Regions from separate parts of the Rattus norvegicus genome. Here regions 1 and 2 are each linked to region 3. A link is a contact called in public Hi-C data. All regions are on one chromosome and are shown on one strand. The core of a region is the stretch at or near the end of the contact, and the rest is flanking DNA. Distances in the headings are between cores, read along the strand shown. Region 1 has its middle 29 kb from the start of Rpl36l6. Region 2 overlaps Rad51b (RAD51 paralog B). Region 3 overlaps Rad51b (RAD51 paralog B).

Region 1 (2,700 bases), core at 181-2,680, 160 kb before region 3:
GGAGTGAAGGCAGACAAAGATCCCGTTCTGGGGCAGAGCACTTGGTGTCCGGCACATCTCTCACTACACAGGCAGAGCTTGGCAGACAGCAGTCGGGGAGGGACTGGGGCATCCCTTCCTTACATCATCCTCTGACTTCAGTAAAGACCTAGAATAGAGCTCCCTGTGCTGCGAAGTGAGGATGAGGGTGGGCACTACATGGACCCAGCTCTGTCACTACTGACTGTGTGACCCTGGGCATATCTCTGTATCTCTGCAGTTCTCTAGTTTCTTGTCTCTGGTCAGACAGCACTTTATTCTAGTTGGAGGGGACTTCCACAGGCTCAAACACTTAACCCACAAGCTGGCAACTGAAAGTACTTAGGAACCTCCCCATCCCCCCAGGCTTCTCATAAGACATAGGAGACTCCTGTCTGCCATATTCTGACATCACAATTTGAGCTTGTGTTAAGGAAACAGAAGAGACGATGGAGGAAGAGGAGGGAAGAGAATTTAAGTTAAGGGGCTCTCGGTTCTCAGGAAGCACTGCAGCCCTGCACCAATCCCACCTCGGCCTGCTGGCCTGCAGGCCTGCCAGTGACAGTCTTAGTGGCCTCAGGAGAGCTGTGATTGGGAGCCCAGCTTCCATCATTCCTCTCAGCTTCCCACAGGCACAGTTCTTTTACTTGAGGAAGACCGGGCAGATGGGAAGATGGCGTCACAAGGGAGACATGCTTCTGAGCGGAGGTAGAAGCCCACCCATGGGTTTTCATAGTCTTTGCCAATTACCCTCCACTGTGAAGCCATGTGCAAGGCGCAAACATTTCCCTCTGCACAGGAAAGCGCGAGCTAGAACCCCAGCTCCTTTCCAAGCAACACACACATCCACATCACACCGGTATCCAGATGGCCCTGAGAGCTGCTCACTCTGGGTTGGAATTTATTCTCTGTCGAGGTGCTTGGGTCTCTGTGGGGAGAGTAATTTTCTTGAGAAAGTGTTCACTTTACCTCATCTTCCAGGGGCCCATTTCCTGCTCAGCAGGCTCCAGGTAAGTGAAGTCCCGGCCCCAGGACTGGGCGGGATTCCAAACCCTTGGTGTTTCCAACCCGGAGGGGGCCATGCCTGTTGTAAATCTTGCTTCTCCTTAAAGTAGTTCAACAGAAGGAAGACATTGGAATCTTCCATAGTACACCTTAGTCATTTGCTTTTCCCTGTCAGTTAACCTCAGGACCCCAAAGTAAAACACAGTGCTTCACTGGTCTGCCTCCTTAGCGCATCTGATCTACTGAGGAGTACCTTTAGAATGTGTGGGGAATGGCGGCTTGGTTTCCTCTCCAGATGTAGTTCTTTGGACTCTCCACCCAGGGTCACTACATGCTCATGTGGCATTGGTGGTTAAGCTTATCAAAGGCACCCCTTCTGTGTGTACACAGACATTCAAGGGCACAGTTTACCTAGAGGAACTTCTGCCCCCATCAGCTCCCTGAGCAAACATTGCCCGTAGGGCTGCACACGGTGTACCTCGCACTGTCACCAGTTTTTATTTCTCTTCTTGGGAAGGTGCTTACTGGAGGGCAGAAGGTTGAGGAGTCTTTGTGTACATTCGACACAGTTTTCCAGAGGCCTAAGAGAGATACCTTAATGTGGGCATGTTTTGAGGTCTGAGGGAATTTGGAAATGTTTTATGGTAAAGGCTCAATTTTCCTGGGACAGAAGACCAGCCTTTTGAAGTTAAGGTAAGCATGGCAGATGAAACAGCTGGTCAGTTTGACATAATCCTGCCTAGAAACTTGACAGCAAATACCTTTGGGTTTGTGTGCACATTGCATTCGGATGCTTGAAGGGAATTCCCAAGAACCATCAACCTCTTTTGAGAAAAGAGAGGTGAGGTTCATGGTACTACTCTCCCTTCTCCTTCAAGAGTTCGGCCTGTGGTTAGGACATCTGGGCCCAGGGAGTTTGAACGCATCTCTGCTTTCAGTTCTAAATCCTCACCTGTCAAGAGGCTTGCTCTCCCCGCTTTGATGAATCCATTTACAGAGTTCTTCATGGTGTGGTCTGGGGGCCAAGGGGGCAAGCCTGGAAGGTTCCCTGCAGGATCTCAGGGATATCATCTTCCCCAGCTGTGACCCAGCATAAGCACCTCTAAGCCCAAAGGAACCACAGGCAGCGCGCCCACATGTACGGTCCTCAGGAGGGTGGACGACTTCCGTTTCTGTTCAGCGTTTTTCTAAATGGAGACTTAGTAGACCCCAGCATCAGACTCTGTCAGGAAGCACAGAAGCCCTCGTTCATTTGCTAGCGCGTTCAGCAGATTTTACTGAGTAGCTACCATGTGACAGACAGCTCTTGCTTAGGCTCGGGGTGAGCTGCAAGTGAGAAAAGATCCTCTGCCCACAGTGGAAATGCCACCACCCCATCAGATCTGAAACCTGGGCATGCTCCCTTCTGAGAAACAGCATTCACATTTGCTGCTTGACGCATTCTGTTTTCCTCACTAAACCCAGCTTAGGAGGAGAGGGACCTTGTCTACAGAATTAGCACTTACACTGGCACATTGTGGCCCTCACTGACATAAATAAGCTGGGCAAACTAGCTTATTCTCAAGTATACTAAAAGTCAGGAAGATTCCCTTCTGGTGATGGAAATCCAGCCTCTGTGGCGGGTCTATTCCCAAGTGAGGGTCAGGAGGCCAGAGATGCTAGGACCAGAAGTCCCTG
Region 2 (2,770 bases), core at 41-2,540, 190 kb after region 3:
TAGACAAGTCACGTTGGCCATATTCACAAGGCCCTTCCATGTTGCCAATGTTGTATGTGCAAAATTAGGGTTTTATCAAGACCCTTAGCTGAAAACTGAAAAATGCCATGGGTTCCCCAGTTGGGCAATGGTAGGCTGTAAGTAGGCCGTGATGTACAAAGTGACTTTAGTTCTTGTACAAAGACACTTGGTTCTCGGTATTATGCAACCAGTCAGTTCCTGAAAAGTTGAGACTTAAATGTTCTTCTTCTTCTTCTTTTTTTTTTTTTTTGTAAATTCTCATAGATGGAATCATTAACAATTCACATCAGGAACTCAGTACTCACCGTTTAATGAAATCTGATTGTGGTTTCAGCTGTGAGTAAAGAACGCTTTGTAATTAAAATGAAATCTTTCTGTTTGATCAATCTTCTACATTCAGACTTGGTTTTACTGGAGTCTCAAGGCAGGTACTCTCAGAGTGCTACCCTCACTTGGTACGCAATGTTTTGTTTTAATGGTGTTCCTTCTTTCTTAGAAAAAAAAATCCAAAGATCCAGAGAAGTATTTCTGTAACCGAAGTTCGTGCTCTTCACAACATGAAAGGACACAACTTGTACTAGAGCTTTATTCAGCTTACTGTGGCCTGTGGCCTGCGGCCTGTGGCGTGCAAGGCATCCAGGGTAGCAGACCCTGGTAAACTATTAGGTAAGAAAACAAAAACAAAAACTGGGAACCAAGTCTCATCCACATACAGCAGCTCTCCCTGTCCAGCGATACAGCACAATCAAGATGGCGCTGTGCCAGCAAAACAAAAATCTCATTTTGTCATTGTTCTGTTTGTTTGCTTTTGTGATCTTTAGTGTATTTGAGTTAGTGGGGACAGTAATCTTTAGGGTAATGAGTTAGTGGTACTGTGATCTTTAGGCTCAATCTGCTGTCCCTCTGAGAAATATCTAATTAACTCAAGGGAAGGTCTTACCTTCAGACACCCATGACCCAGATGACATGCCAAGGCAAGGGTGCCAGCACCACTGCGTGCACCCATCACAGTCTGCCTTTCGAAGCAGCTGCTGGCAGGTGGTGTCTGCCCTCTGCTACCAGCATGCAATGGGGCAGAAAAATTAAACTGCAAGTGGGCTGAGGGAATAAAGGAAGAAGGAAATTTAAAGACAGTATCTTGGAAGCATATGTTTCAGAATCACTTCGGCCAGTTCCCTGTCAAGAAAATATCAGCCAGGTTGGTTAGCCTAATCTCCCCAGCCACAGATGTCTAGGTTCACCACAGCAGTCCCTGGGATCCCGCCAGTGGTGTGGCCATCCTGCCACCTAGCGATCCACGTGAAAGTAAGCAGCATGTCTTGGCAACACATGCTGGGTTTCAGGAGAGCCATAAACTTTTCTAAGTTCCCCACCCCTTGTTTTTCTTTCTAAAAAAATGAAGGTCATTCAACACTGGCAGCCTGGTGAGACACTGCCAATTAACCCCGACGGCCCCTCTCATCTGAAGGCGACGCGAAGAGCACTGGATCTGAAGTTAGGACATGGAGGAGAAAGGAATAACAACTCTACTTCGGTGATTTGAAAAGGTCCATTCCCTCCACATATGGTAAATGGTGGATATGGCAGCATTGTCTGGAACTGGGCAGAAAAAGTATACACATTGCAGGAGATGAAGAAAGGGAACTGCATTTTAAAACACCATTTTAGCAATGAATGCGTGCTGGGGCCATGAGATAAGCTGTGGGCTGGGCCTGCACGTCTGGGCAGGAGCCTGCTCAGTAACTTGCTAGCAGTGTGGTTAAATCTCACACAGCTTCCCGCTTGGGTTCTGTTTTCTGGGAAACAGCTGTATTTAGATGTGTTTTTCCTACTTCCACAAAGCTGCCTTGAGGATCTGTTCAAAATGTATGTGGGGGGCACTTTGTGCAAAATTTCTGCAGGCTAGAATTATCACTCTAGGTTAAAAGTAGAGTGTTCCAAATACGTTTCTTTAAAATTATGCTTTATTGAGGATGCCAAGCCTACCTTGTCAAGCCACTCCAATGTCTTAGATATTCACAATTTTTCTTTTTCCAAGACAGGGTTTCTCTGTATAGCTCTGGCTGTCCTGGAACTTTCTCTGTAGCCCCGGCTGGCCTCAAACTCATAGAAATCTGCCTGACTCTGCCTTTCTAGTGCTGGGATTAAAGGTGTGCACCACCACTGTCTCGCCCACAAGCAACAAGACTAAATTCCTCTGTGAAGGACAGAGCTCACATCATGGTGACAAACCAGGCATGAGAAGACAGGGCTTTTCTTTGCTGTTCCTGAACTAACTTTCTGTGTAACTTCAGGAAAAGCCACATCGCTGCCCTCAGCTGGAGTTTGCAAATGCACAGAAAAGACAGATGTAGAGTGAACAGCCACCTCCCGTCAGTTCTAAGATTAAAAAAAAAAAAAAAAAGTGGCTTGCTTTTGATATCCACTCTTTCTCTTCAACGAAACACTCTTGAGGATCCAGTGGGATTTCTTTGAAAGCTTAAGCTCGTCACAAACCGATACAATGTAATTTTTCAGAAAATTCCTAAAAACTGTAGGATAGACAATACAGCCTTAGGAAGAAGGAGGTGGTCACTGAAGTACGGTCCTGTTAGTGTCCATATCGGAACATCCCTGAGCTGCTCACATATGTCTGTGGCCTGAAACAGCTCACCAAGCTACCCACCTGGGCTTCCATGTCCACAATAAATGTTATTTCTTCCACATAGCTCTGAAAATACCCCTGCTCTTTTTGGTAATGCTTTTTAGC
Region 3 (2,700 bases), core at 181-2,680:
CCCACAATAAGGTTCTGAGCCTCAGCTAAGGGACGTTGTATCCAGAAGGACTTCTTGAAAATAGTCACAGGGTTTGGAGAGGTCACGGATTAAGATGTGTGCAGTTAGTGAGAGGCAGTGAGATAACCATGTCAGGTGGAGCCCATTGCCTTTCAGACTGATAGGTGAGAGGGGTATCTCCAACATGAGGTATTTAATTGTAGCAAAAAATGTGATCAACCTTCTTGGTATCCTACTGGATAAAGTGAGGACGAGTAAGGCTGGATGCTGGTAGCATTAAGTGGGTTTGCGAGTGATCAAACGGTCCTTAGCAACCTATGAGGGGCAGCAACCTTGAGCAGGTGCCCCCGAATCTAACCTTGGCCTTGTCACATTCAGCATTTTTACGGAGGCAAGTGAAGATGTTGCTGTACCCATACCCTAAAACAAACATGGAGCCCAATAGGGAAGAAAGTGACCAAAAACCACTCTGTCTCAACACACCTTACATTCTAAAGGAGGCAAAAGGTAATGCTGAATGGCTGTGGTGTGCTAGGCAGTTGTGTGTCTATGAAGGGGAGCAGAAAAGAGCATAGAGGGGCTGGGGATTTAGCTCAGTGGTAGAGCGCTTACCTAGGAAGCGCAAGGCCCTGGGTTCGGTCCCCAGCTCCGAAAAAAAGTACCAAAAAAAAAAAAAAAAAGAAAAGAGCATAGAACAGATATTGTGGTTGATTAGGGAAGTGCTTGGTTTTAAATAGAGGGGTGGAGGTCACTGAAAAGGGCTGAGGATTATGTGACTAACACACCCAAGGGAAGTTGATTTGAGGAGGTAACAGAAGAGAAACATAGGGGCTGGAGAGATGGCTCAGTGGTTAAGATCACTGACTGCTCTTCCAGAGGTCCTGAGTCAAGTTCCCAGCAACCACATGGTGGCTTACAACCATCTATGATGGGATCTGATGCCCTCTTCTGGTGTGTCTGAAGACAGCTACAGTGTACTCATATATATACATATACAATGAGTAAATAAGGCTTTAAAACAGACGAAGAAGAAGAAGAAAAAGAAGAAGATGACAAAGGGGAGTTTGTACATTAACCAGGCAACTGTGATAATCAAATGAATCTCAATTTGGCTAAAACGTTGAGACAAATCTTATGTTTATTTTAGCGGAAGGTCAAAGGTTTATATATTAAGAGGTAACCAGAAAATCGCATATCTTGGAGAGTACAATTTCATTGAAATAAATGTAAGGCCGTCTCTTTGGGAACAGAGTATCCGTTATTGGTGACATGTTAGGAGAAATGAGATTTGGCATTCAGAAAATAGACTAGGAATGTTAGTCAAATGAATCAGCTCTGAGATGTGGCTCAAAAACCTAGTGCGGGCTCAGGTTGTAAGTTCAGCCTCTGCAGGGAGCGGGGGTTGTGTCAGCAAACCGCACTTAATGAATGCAGCATGTTTGGATAGGGGACAAAATCCAAACTCCAAACTGACAAACAGGAGGACACCTAAAGGAGAGCAAACAGAGGTGGTTGAAAGTCCAAAGCACTTCAGATCACAAACACTTCGATGCAGTCCCAAAGGCTGGACGTTGAGGGGAAGTCCACACTGCTTCTGAGTTTTCATAGGTGTGTCTCACAAAACTAGTTGGGGGATATAAAAGCCCCATAGCTGTCAATGAAAAGAGTGACAAATGCTGCATGTCTTTGTAAATACGCAAAGACTCTTCTCTCCTGAAACATGACCCAGTAGCCTATACCTTTGCACCCCTTTGCCATTCAAACTAAAAGCTAGCTCCTGCATATACGTGTGTGTATGTGTAGCATATAGGGGGAGTGTGGGGCCCGAGATAGACTTTGAATGTATTTCAGTATTGCTCTCAACCATATTTTTCGAGACAGGTTTTCCAATTAAACCTGGCGCTCACTATTATGGCTCTACTGGCTGGTCATCAGGCCTCCAGCATCCTCCTATCTCTGCACCCTGCCTCAGAACTAGAGTTACAGGCACATACTGCCATGCCTGGTTTTCTACATGGCTACTTGGGACCTGAACTCAGGTAGCCACGTTTCTATAGCAAGTACTTTACCCACTGAGCCACTCCCCAGGGTAAACCACCCTTGGAAGCAAACGGCCTCACAGCTGGTGACTTGGGCTCTTCTGCTTCAGATGTTCAGTGGCCTCTCATGGTTGGAGTGTTCTAGTGTGTACATGTGGGCGGTCATCCAGAGTCCCTGTATCTTTTCCAGCACATAGGCCTGCAAGGAGGCCTGGGGACTAGGAAAACCCTGAGTCCTTTGTGGGGAAAAAAAGAAGTGGGCTCTGCCTCTGAGGGTTCCAAAGTCTCCATTTGTAATACCGAATGGTAAGCCCCAATTGGACAGATGTAGATCAGTCCACTTCTCTTGGGGGTGAAAAAACCAGCCAAGGAAAAGACAAGATAGCAAATACACCCCACAGTAAGGTTATTGCATGATTCAAGGCGGGGGTAAAGGGTGGGGGGCTGGCTAGGGCATCTGTGCAGTGACCTCACGGTTTGTGGCTTCCACACTGGCACTGCCTTTCATCTCTGAATGCCCAAGCCTTTCAGCCTGGGTGCAAATGCTGTCTCTTCCAGAAACTAGTATTCTCTCCCCAGCCTAGGGCCATCTCTCCCTAACCCATCACGCTGTCTCTGCAGCTCTCTGAGAATGAAATCGGTTTTATTACTGTTCTTTAAC

What was found. A called contact is a pair of places that touch in the nucleus more often than the background predicts.
Region 1: a Hi-C map of liver shows a contact between it and region 3, with 5 times the contacts expected there. The contact joins two enhancer-like sites. A contact is called at or near these places in 2 of 12 Hi-C or Micro-C datasets (kidney and liver).
Region 2: a Hi-C map of liver shows a contact between it and region 3, with 4 times the contacts expected there. The contact joins two enhancer-like sites. A contact is called at or near these places in 5 of 12 Hi-C or Micro-C datasets (Schwann cells, hepatocytes, kidney and 2 more).

The regions. Positions count from the first base shown.
Region 1 is chr6:104,519,346-104,522,045 of GRCr8, reverse strand. No RefSeq gene overlaps it. Among named protein-coding and RNA genes, the nearest start is that of Rpl36l6, 29 kb to the left of the region's middle. Within about 2 kb of position 1,430, at least 3 of the 93 cell types and tissues checked have an H3K27ac peak or open chromatin away from gene starts, as enhancers often do. A contact at or near this core is called in liver, where this site is marked.
Region 2 is chr6:104,166,906-104,169,675 of GRCr8, reverse strand. The region is part of intron 7 of Rad51b (RAD51 paralog B); the gene reads right to left. Among named protein-coding and RNA genes, the nearest start is that of Atp5pdl1, 260 kb to the left of the region's middle. Within about 2 kb of position 1,290, at least 20 of the 93 cell types and tissues checked have an H3K27ac peak or open chromatin away from gene starts, as enhancers often do. A contact at or near this core is called in liver, where this site is marked.
Region 3 is chr6:104,357,456-104,360,155 of GRCr8, reverse strand. The region is part of intron 9 of Rad51b (RAD51 paralog B); the gene reads right to left. All of the region lies in intron 1 of LOC134479406 (a long non-coding RNA gene), which reads left to right. Among named protein-coding and RNA genes, the nearest start is that of Atp5pdl1, 71 kb to the left of the region's middle. Within about 2 kb of position 1,430, at least 3 of the 93 cell types and tissues checked have an H3K27ac peak or open chromatin away from gene starts, as enhancers often do. A contact at or near this core is called in liver, where this site is marked.